3 separate regions of the Sus scrofa genome follow, and regions 2 and 3 are each linked to region 1. A link is a contact called in public HiChIP or PLAC-seq data. All regions are on one chromosome and are shown on one strand. The core of a region is the stretch at or near the end of the contact, and the rest is flanking DNA. Distances in the headings are between cores, read along the strand shown.

Region 1 (3,405 bases), core at 442-2,941:
TTGTTTTGGAAAAAAGGGGGGGGGATTCTCTAAAAAAGAAAACTGGGTTATATTTTAAATGAACATTACAGCTACTACTTTTAAGTAAGAATGATTACAGTTTGGGGAGAAAAGTTCCAAACAAGGAAACGGGGGCTGAAACAGGAACCTATCCAACCTCTGGAAGAGGAAGTTCTGAGCAGCCTAATCTCCCCGGGCCAAACCCTCCAGGAGGAATAGGCAGAAGGCACAGAGGAGTGGTCAGCCATGCGGAGGTGGAAAACCACTCCACTTAGGACACTTCTGTCTTTGGTCCTTGGTCTGGGGTCTCGAGAGCATAGGAGAAACGACACACACACAGGCCATCTAACAGCTGCCATTTTTGGAATTTCCACAGAGGGCCGTGGAGGTCAGGGCGGAGGTGGCTGTGGGTGTACTGTCGACTCTGGGTGCAGTGGGTATAGCAGATCTTCTTCCCTGCAACCCAAGCCCCTCACCCTGAGGTGGGAAAGAGTTGACCCTCTGACTAGTTTTATTCTTAGCCTTTGGGGACCTCAGCAGAAGGGAGTCTAAAATGGCCCTGTGACACCATTCTCCTCTCCACTAATTCAGACATGACATGAACAGCCTCTGTAAACCCAGGGGCCCCTCACCCATCCTCTGATAGTGGAAGGGGAAAAACTCAAGGCCAGTTTTATTAGCAACACCTACCTTCCGACAGCAAAAACCGTCAAGCCCACGGTAATTTTCTGTTTGGCATAATAATTATCTAAGACGGCTCTGTTGTAAGTGCCTTCCCATACCACTGGAGCCTTCCATCTGGTTATGGTCACGACCTCTGGGCGTTTCCTGGTGACAAAACATAGAGTCAGGATGGCTTTGCTAAGGTATGCAGTGACAGTCTGGGGGAACATGGGTCAGTCATGGCTTGTGGTGACTGGCCTTGAATCCTGACTGTATTTTAGCCCCAGTCAGCTGGTGGTGTGACATTGCAGCATCTTCTGGGGGAGGGACAGGAGGCTCTGGCCCAGGTGCCTCTGCGGGCTGCCCTGGTGGCCCCTTTGGGGATCGTACCTGTACAACGTGTATGTACCTTCCGTCCCCCTGTTCTGCTGTCCTCGTCCTCAATCTTCCTTCCAAACCCCTTCGCCTATCTCCCCAGGCCCTTCCTAAGCTGCCAGCGACATCTTTGGGTGTTGCTTATCCCAGTGGGTGCCACCTGACCCTGAGAAAGCCCTATGGCTTGACTAGCGGGATGAGAGAGTGACATTTGAGCTGAAAGAGGAAGAAGCTGTCTCAGTTTGCCTTCTGCCAGAAAGCAATTTCTGGGTAGGAACCTGGTTATCGGACAAAAAGGGCCCCAGACTAAGGGGACCTGGTGTTGTGGTTCATTTTACGAAGAAGGAGACAGTCACCCAGAAAAGAAGGGACCCGGCGGGCTAACTGTGGCCATGGGTGACACACAGGGCTCGGGCTCAGACCTCTCTCAGATCATGTCGCCTCTTGACTAGAAGCACAAAAGCGGGAGGGGAGGGGGCATGTTCTCTGCACCCAGAACACTTGAAAGGGACTTAGCAAAGCCAACACAAACACAGGAAGCCACGGAAGAGCAACGGACAAATTGTAAAGAGTAAATGCGGGAAGTCTGGGTAGCAGCTGGGGCCCCCCAGAGGCAGGAGGGAGCTGAGAAGACTTGGCTCAAACCCCATTTGCTCTGGAAGTGGCTGCACTTCCCCGTCGGAAACAGACTGAAACGTGGTCATTTAGATTCAACCCCCAACACAACATGAGAGGGCCTGGCCCCTGCTAGCTGTGTGCTTGTATTTCAGCCACTGCAGGGAGAAGGCCAGTGGTTGGGGCAACGTCTTGGGGGTCCCATCGGGCCCCTGCTGGCTGCCTGGGTATGGCCCTGGTGAGGCTGTCTAGGAGATGTTAGCCCAGCGAGAACATACCCCCACCCTCATACGCGGGTGGAGGAAGGGTTTTCACAAACCTGCCCCTCCCCCATGGGAGAAACCATGTTTCCCTGCGAGATTGGGCAAGGCTGGGTCACCCCCACTTCTTGCTCATGCCTTCTGTCCCTCGTCACCAAGTTCTGCACCCGTATTCTGGAGGCCTCTGCCCTCCCACCCCCACCCCATGCCCTGCTTCAAGCCTGCTTCCTTCCTCCCCTAAGAGTAATTCTGCAGAGATGGAGGGGACATGGCTAGGCTGCTCAAACCCCACACCCCAGCTCTGCCTTCACACCCCAGGTATGACCGCCCCTTGGGGACACCTGCTCTTGGTTTCCACCAATCATGAAAGAAGCTGTTTTGGACTCTGTACCAACTTGTGCCAGGTACTTTCACATACACTTTCTCTCATTTAGTCCTTGCAAAAGCTTGGCCATGTAGTATGCTCAATGTACAGATATGAAAATCAAGGCTCAGGAAGGCTTGTTAACTTGACCAAGGCCAAACAGCAGATGATGGTAACTAACACACACTGGCTCCTTCCTATGGGACCAGGCACAGTGCCAAGAGCTTCACCCTTTTGTGGGGGTGGGGTTGCTATATTTTGATTCCCATTTTATCTGTGAGGAAACTGTAGCACAGAGTGGTGAAATAACTTGCCTGAGGTCACACAGCTAGTAAGGAGCCAAGCTGGGATTTGAACCCAGATAGTCTGACTGTGGTCTGTGCTCTGAACCACTACCCTCTATGGCTTCTTGGCTATTTACTTGCTGTACCAATGAACTGGAGTTAAAACCCAGGTATGTCATCATTTCCACTCATTTGAGCTACTTCAGCATTTTTATCAGGGCAGAATAAAAAAAAATGATGAGCTTTTTTTTTGTTTGTTTTGTTTTGTTTTTAGAAACTTATGTGATGCTTTTCTCACATAAAAGCCCCAGCTTTGTTGAATGACTGGATTTCAAACCAAAAAAACCACACACACACACACACACACACACACACACACACGGCTTAGGCTTATCATTCTATAACCGTTTCCCATGCACTGTCACTTCATTCATTCCTGTCCTTAGTGTAGCCTGTCAAGGATTCTTAGCAGTTCAGACCCCAGCCTATCAGTTAAGCCATGCAGCTGTGTGTGAGCTGAACATCTGGCAAGCAGGCAATATTATCTTTAAGCAAAGAAAAGGAAGAGAAAGAGAAGGAGGAAGAGGAGGAAAGGAGGTATTCTTATTTACTAGTCACAAGCACTGGGGTTAAGTACCGGACTTTTATTCTCTCATTGAATCCTTACAACCACGTTCAAGAGTGGGTGCTATCATCACCTCCATTTCACAAATAAAGAAAGTCGGGGGTGAGAGAGAAGGAAACTATGTTTTTAGCCATTCAACCAATAGGAGGGGCCACACCAGGGCATCACCTCCTCGATGCACATCTGCCAAGTCCCTGCTCCATCTGCCGGGGCCCAGGG
Region 2 (3,350 bases), core at 162-2,661, 170 kb before region 1:
AGCTTACTTTCATTTTTGTTAACTAATCTCTCCAAGTCTAATTTCCTAGATCAGTAAGATTAGAGGAGTTAATCAGGAAATGCCTGTCCACATTCACTAGAAATCAAGTATTTTTTTAATTTATAAATTCACAGAAAAGAATTTGTTGGAACTGAGATTTATGACATTGAACAATCTTTTTCCTTTTTTAAAAGAAAGTTTCTATATTTTTTTTTTTCTTTTTGCTCTTAGGACTGATTGTGCAGCATATGGAAGTTCACAGGCTAGGGGTCAAATCAGAGCTACAGCTGCCAGCCTATACCACAGCCACAGCAACGTGGGATCCGAGCTGCATCTGTGACCTACGACACAGCTGATGGCAATACCAGACCTTTAACCCACTGAGCAAGACCAGGGATCAAACCCACATCCTCATGGATGCTAGTCAGGTTCATTATGGCTGAGCCACAACAGGAGCTCCCTCTATTTTTCAATAAAGAATAAATGCTTGTGAAGTTCCCATCGTGGCTCAGCAGAAATTAATCTGACTAGTATCCGTGAGGACGCAGATTCGATCCCTGGCCTCACTCAGTGGGTTAAGGATCTGGCGTTGCTGTGAGCTGTAGTATAGGTCGTAGACTTGGCTGGGATCCCGCATTGCTGTGTCTGTGGTGTGGGCCGGCAGCTGTAGCTCCGATTAGACCCCTAGCCTGGGAACTGCCATATGCTGTGGGTATGGCCCTAAAAAGAACACAACCCCCCCAAAACAAAAAACAAAACAAAACAAAACCAAACAAAAATCCCCAAGAATAAATGTACACTTGAACAAGTAAAATATTCTAGAGATGTATAAAAAAAGTTTTAAAGATTTTTCTCTTCCCTCTTTCCCCCGTTTCCTCCTCTCTGAGGAATCCATGGAAATGGTCTGTGTGTCTGTCTAGTATCTTTTGGAAAAACTTTTCAGATCCACTGTCTCTTTATCTCTAGTTGAATGAGGTCCCAGGCTCAGTGCTGCCCACAGACTCTCAGGAGTTCCTGGGCTAGCAGACTTGTGGGAGGCTGGTCCCTGGAAGGGCAAACTTCAGGGTAAATATTCCCCCAGTTCGCTAGGACCCTGGGCATGGGGTCTGACCTCAGTTTCCTTGCCTGAGAAGTGGGGTAAAGGGAGTCACTAACTCAGGGTCTTGTGGGGACCACATTGCATATCCACAAAGCAGGTGCCACAAAGCATGGGGCTTAGTACGAGGAAGCCTCTGCAGTCATTACCAAGTGAGTACAGGGTATTGCATCTTCCCCAGCTGCCCTTCCTTACTGCTCCCCAGCAGGAGGGCCCCTGAAGGCAGGTGGAAAGAAAGGCTCTGTGAATACCTTGGCCACCCTGCTGAGCCCAAGGGGATGCTCTTGAAAGCCTCATGCTGGTACCTAGAAAGGACACCAGGGGGCGCTCAGCTCACAACAGGAGGGAAAACCACACCACCACATTTTTTACTTGATCGAGCTTGCTCTGAACAGTGGATTGATTATTCCTGCCTCCCTTCCTGGGTGACCCTAGTAATGTTCACTCTAAGAACACCTGATGTTGGGGGGGGAAAGTGGGCCTTACAGACTTAGTCACACCTGAGTTTGAATTCTAACTCCACCATTTACTAGCTTTGAGATCTTGGGCCAGTCTCTTCACTTCTGGGATCTGCTTTCCTCATCCTCATAAGATGGGGATAATGACACCCCCCTCAGAGATGACACATGCAAAATGCCAGCCCAGCAGGCATTATCATTTCACAATCACTTCTGTATGGCTCACTGTTGTGTGTAGCCCTAAGGGGAACCCGGTTATCCTCTCTCCCTTTGTCCCTGCCCTCGTGGGCTCAGTGCAGCCAGTCAGACTTGGCTTCACTCTGCAAAGTGAGACAGCAGCCAGAGGCCTGGAGGAGATGGCCACATTTCTGGCTTTAGTGGCCAGGGAGACGCGTCTGGTCTTAGCTGCCAGGGTGGCGTGTGCCAGATCGTGAACAAGAGGCAAGGTTTTACTCCTTAGCTTTGCCACACGCTTGCTGAGTGCCGTTGAGTAGGTCACTTCACATCTCTGGGCTTCATTTTACTCATGAGTAAAATGAGGAGCTCTGTAAGGACCTTCTCAGCTCTGATTTGATGTCCCTGAGGCCTGGGGCCTGGGATCCCTGAGCACTGGGGCTGGGGACTGCTCATGAGGAAGCCCAGCCCACTTTACTTGGCCTTTTGCTGAACCAAGGACAGTTTTGACCCCTGAAAGGAAGCCTTCCTGAGATTCCCTGGGACTTGGTGCCCACTACAGGGGGTGGCACTGCAGAAGCTTATGTCACCATTGCAGAAGGGAGAGGCGTGAGGCTCAGAGAGGGAAAGAGACTTACCCAAAGTCACCCAGCACTGTAGTGCCAGGACAGGGACTTGAACCTGAGGTTGGTGCTCTGTCGCTTACCTGCAGCTGCCTCTGAAGGCACAGCTGAGTGGGACTTGCTGCAGCACTGTCGAGGAGGGCAGAGGATGGTTTCGGCTGGAGCAGTCCTCCTAGAGAGCCTTGAAGGATGGGAAAGCATTGGACGAGGGCTTCTCAAAGTGGGTTTTGCAGAACACTGCAAGCAGATTGCAGGCAAGATGTGAAGGAGAAAAGCAGTTCTGGATTCAGTAAAGTAGGGAAGTTCTATGTAAAGAAAAGGCAGCTTCAATCACCAAAGGGCTTCCCAGAGCTTTTATCGTGTGGATGTGCTTTGCGTGTGGTCAGGGGGCAAGGAAGGAGCATTCCTTGTGCTTATTTGATCATGGAACTCTTTCCTTGCGGTATATCTTGGCAGATTAGAGTTCTTTTTTTCCTGTCTTTTTAGGGCCACAACCCATAGCATATGGAGGTTCCCAGGCTAGGAGTTGAATCGGAGCTGTAGCTGTAGGCTGTAGCCTCAGGCCTACGCCACAGCCACAGCAACAACAGATCCAAGCTGCACCTGTGACCTACACCATAGCTCACAGCAATGCCAGATCCTTAACTCACTGAGCAAGACCAGGGATCAAACCTGCATCCTCATGGATACTAGCCAGATTCGTTTCTGCTGAGCCACGACGGGAACTCCTGATTAGAGTTCTTTAGAATATCCCTTGGGAAAGGCAGGTTTTGAAAACAGAATGTTTACAGCTTTTTGATCCAGGAAAGGGAGCCCAAGGATCTTTGTTAGTAGAGTATGAGATTCAAAGGGGTGACAGCAAGGTGCAATGGGGAGGGAATCTGCTGGAAGGCCACTGGTGCCCAAGCCAGAATTTCCTAAACTTCATCCCTATCCTTCCCCCGTCCCTGCTTCCCCAGGCCTGTTCCCCAGACTAACGCTGTCTCCTTGACCAACAGA
Region 3 (3,334 bases), core at 247-2,746, 210 kb before region 1:
TGCTGACGCATTTGAAGGAGATAATGCCCGGAGCAGCTCCTATGACTAGCTGTGCTCTTGCTGTCTTGTCATCTTGCTGTCTGGCCTCATCTTTCATAACTCGGTCCATGCACCCTGCATTCCAGACATGCTGGCACAAGCTCTTCCATCTCAAACCTCTCTATGACTTTGCCTGTAGCATTTCCATAATGATACCAGCTTCTGTTCATAGAGCCCCTTCTATGCTCCAGGCCCCTGTAGCAAGTAGTGAACATGAATAATTTCACTTCACTTCCCCACAACTCTTTGAGGAGGACACAATTCTCAGATGAAGAAACTGAGGCAAAAAGAAGCATCCTCCCAAGACCCAGCTCGGCTCCTTCTTTGCAGTCTTCTTGGACCCTGACCCTGCTCCCCAGCCTCTCCTCCCGTCCCTACCCTGAACTTCCTCTTTCTTAGTTCCTATTAACACCCTATTGTAATTGCCTGTTTCCTTAGCCACAGCCCTGCCAAGATTGAGTCTATGACTGATTCATCTCTATGTCCTTCACCCCAGGCCACAGGCTTGATTAGGAAAAGGAGTAAGTAAATAATAAATAAGGAAAAAAGCAAAAGCCATGAACTTCCTATGTGGGTACAGAATAAAAAATCAAAAATAGCACTGCATCAAAGATTTTTTTGGGGGTGTGTGTGTGTTTAAGGGGTTTTATGAATTGCCTTTTATTTGTAGAGCACAGCAGTTTACAATCTTTCTTAAAATAGGCCTGTATTTCTTAAACAACTCTAGTTACTTTCACACAAAGAAATAGGGAGTTTTCATAAAGCATTACATGAAGTGTACAGGGAAGGGCCTAACCTCAGGCCCCAATATTGTCAAGATGAAAAGGCATAATTCCCAGGAGTCCCCATTATGGCTCAGTGATAACTAACCTGACTAGGATCCATGAGGACTCGGTTTGATCCCTGGCCTCCCTCAGTGGGTTAAGGTCTGGTGTTGCTATGACCTGTGGTATAGGCTGGCAGCTGCAGCTCTGATTCAACCTCTAGCCTGGGAACCTCCATATGGCACGGGAGCGGGCCCTAAAAATAAAAAAAAAATAAAATAAACAAACAAACAAAAAGAAATAATTTCCAGTCCTGAATAGGCTGTGTGGAAAGGCTTTATCTTCCCTTGACTTTCACTCTGACTGTAGAAAGAGCCTGGACTTTGGAGACAGATCTGGTTTCAAATCCCAGTCTACCACTCACCCAGTTGTGGAAACTTAAGCGTGCTTACTTTCCTTTTCTGAGCCTGTTTATTTATTTGTAAAACTGAAGGTTACACTTAACTTGGAGGTAGTTGGCGTAACTGAAATAATAAATTGAAATAATAAAGTGGCCAGCAAGTACCCCCAAAGTGGTAGTTATAATTACAACTGTAGTTTTTTATTATTTGAAGTGCCACTGTCATAGGGCCAGCTGTGTGGTCTTCCAGGAACACAGTGATGTGGAAATATATAAACTAGGGGTTATGACTGAGCTAACAGTGATTGCGTGGCACCCAAATGTTTAAGTTCTCATTAAAATAATGGGACGAACACACTCCTGCCTGGGGCATTCAGAAGACGCTAGGACTAGCAGCTTTTGGAAGTGCAGCCCTCTCCTGAATCCTTCCGACAGCCTTCCCAACTCACTCTGTCTGACCAAGCTTATTTCTCGTTTCCTTCATTCACTGATTAATTAAATCAGTAAAAATTTTGCTAAGCACCAACTCTGTGCCAGGTGCTATTTGACACTGGGGATGTTTTGGAAAACCAAGCAAACACACTTCCTCCTTCTACCGAGTGCCCGGTGAGTGAGGGAGAGATATTGCCACAAACAGGCAATCTCCATGCAGAGACTTGAATGGGGGAAATCCATGGCATTGGGTGGCGGTGTGCTGGGAAATGATAAACCATAAGCTCTCAGGGTGGGGGTGAGGCAGGTCAGGAAGAAGGGAAGCCCTGACCTCTGTAGCTTTTGCTGAATTCCGTGGTGTAAATATTGCCACCATGGTTGATTTCAGATGACCATGTGACATCACTGAATGTGGAATCAGGAAGTGATGGGCAACAGCACCCAAGTTATACAGTATTTCTACCATATAGATAAATACTGAAATAACTCTAAGAAGTTCCTGTGGTTAATGAACCCGACTAGTAATCATTAGGTTGTGGGTTCAATCCCTGGCCTCACCAAGTGGGTTAAGGATCCTGCGTTGCCGTGAGGTGTGGTGTAGGTGGCAGACGCAGCTCAGATCCCACATTGCTATGGCTGAGGCTGTGGCTGTGGCTGTGGCATAGGCTGGCAGCTACAGCTCCAATTGGACCCCTGGCCTGGGAACCTCCATATGCCACAAGTGAGGCCCTAAAAAGACACACACAGAAAAAGGCAAAGAAAAAAAAAAAAAAAAAAACCTTTAAGAGCATAGGTACTAGTACAGTAAAGCAATGAGGAAGTGATGTATTTTGAGAGGTTATTACCTTTATAATTTAATTACAAATCATGTACATTAATTTTTTTTATTGAATGCTGTGTTTAACAACTAGCTGTCAAAATTCCTGGAAATTTAACAACTAGCTCCTGCAAGCCTGTTCAAGTTGGCTCTAGCACACCACTGAAGGGACACAGGCTGCAGCAAAGAACAGACTCCTTCCCTTCTTCCAGGTTGGCTGCCTCTGACCTCCACACCTTTGCTTAGTCTGTCTGTGCCCCTAGAAGAAGATCAAAGGATGCTGTCCCATTCCTCATCCCTATTCTTCCTCTTCCTCTTCTTTTTGTCTTTTTAGGACCACAGCCTCAGCATGTGGAAGTTCCCAGGCTAGGGGTTGAATTGGAGTTGTAGCTGCCGGCCTGCACCACAGCCACAGCAATGCTAGATCCGAGCCGAGTCTGAACCTACACCAGAGCTCACGGCAATGCCAGATCCTTAACCCACTGAGCAAAGCCAAGGATCAAACCTTCATCCTCATGGTTGCTAGTCAGATTCGTTTCTGCTGAGCCATGAAGGGAACTCCTCCATTTTTCTTCTTTTTTTCTCCTTTGGCCATCCTATGACAACATGGATCTCCTGGGCTAGGGATCATATCCAAGCCACAGGTGCGACTTAAGTCACAGTCACAGCAACGCCAGATCCTTACCCACTGTGTCCCAGCACTCCCAAGACTCTGTAGATCCCATTTCACCACAGCAGAAACTCCTCCATTCTTATTCCTTATGTCCTTTCTCCTAGCAAAACTGTCTTTTCTGCCTGGCTTTCCCTTCTCTTCTCTCTATCAAAGGGTTACAGTGGGAGCAGTCAGGTTTGTGTAGTGTGACCACGCCACCCATGCAGAGT

Evidence for each region. HiChIP or PLAC-seq counts read pairs in DNA pulled down with a chosen protein or histone mark.
Region 2: an H3K27ac HiChIP or PLAC-seq map of alveolar macrophages shows a contact between it and region 1. The contact joins two enhancer-like sites. A contact is called at or near these places in 1 of 5 promoter capture datasets (fetal liver), 9 of 47 Hi-C or Micro-C datasets (brain, embryonic fibroblasts, epiblast stem cells and 5 more) and 2 of 2 datasets of contacts at active chromatin or transcription factors (alveolar macrophages and skeletal muscle).
Region 3: a contact with region 1 is called in an H3K27ac HiChIP or PLAC-seq map of alveolar macrophages. The contact joins two enhancer-like sites.

The regions. Positions count from the first base shown.
Region 1 is chr1:261,518,375-261,521,779 of Sscrofa11.1, forward strand. It overlaps GGTA1P (glycoprotein, alpha-galactosyltransferase 1 pseudogene), which reads right to left. Exons shown (of 8, transcript NM_213810.3): 7 at 691-828. Among named protein-coding and RNA genes, the nearest start is that of GGTA1P, 68 kb to the right of the region's middle. Within about 2 kb of position 1,692, at least 25 of the 83 cell types and tissues checked have an H3K27ac peak or open chromatin away from gene starts, as enhancers often do. A contact at or near this core is called in alveolar macrophages, where this site is marked.
Region 2 is chr1:261,350,835-261,354,184 of Sscrofa11.1, forward strand. GSN (a long non-coding RNA gene) reads left to right here. Exons shown (of 18, transcript XR_002337470.1): 5 at 3,350. Among named protein-coding and RNA genes, the nearest start is that of STOM, 55 kb to the right of the region's middle. Within about 2 kb of position 1,412, at least 3 of the 83 cell types and tissues checked have an H3K27ac peak or open chromatin away from gene starts, as enhancers often do. A contact at or near this core is called in alveolar macrophages, where this site is marked.
Region 3 is chr1:261,307,780-261,311,113 of Sscrofa11.1, forward strand. All of the region lies in intron 1 of GSN (a long non-coding RNA gene), which reads left to right. Among named protein-coding and RNA genes, the nearest start is that of GSN, 14 kb to the left of the region's middle. Within about 2 kb of position 1,497, at least 3 of the 83 cell types and tissues checked have an H3K27ac peak or open chromatin away from gene starts, as enhancers often do. A contact at or near this core is called in alveolar macrophages, where this site is marked.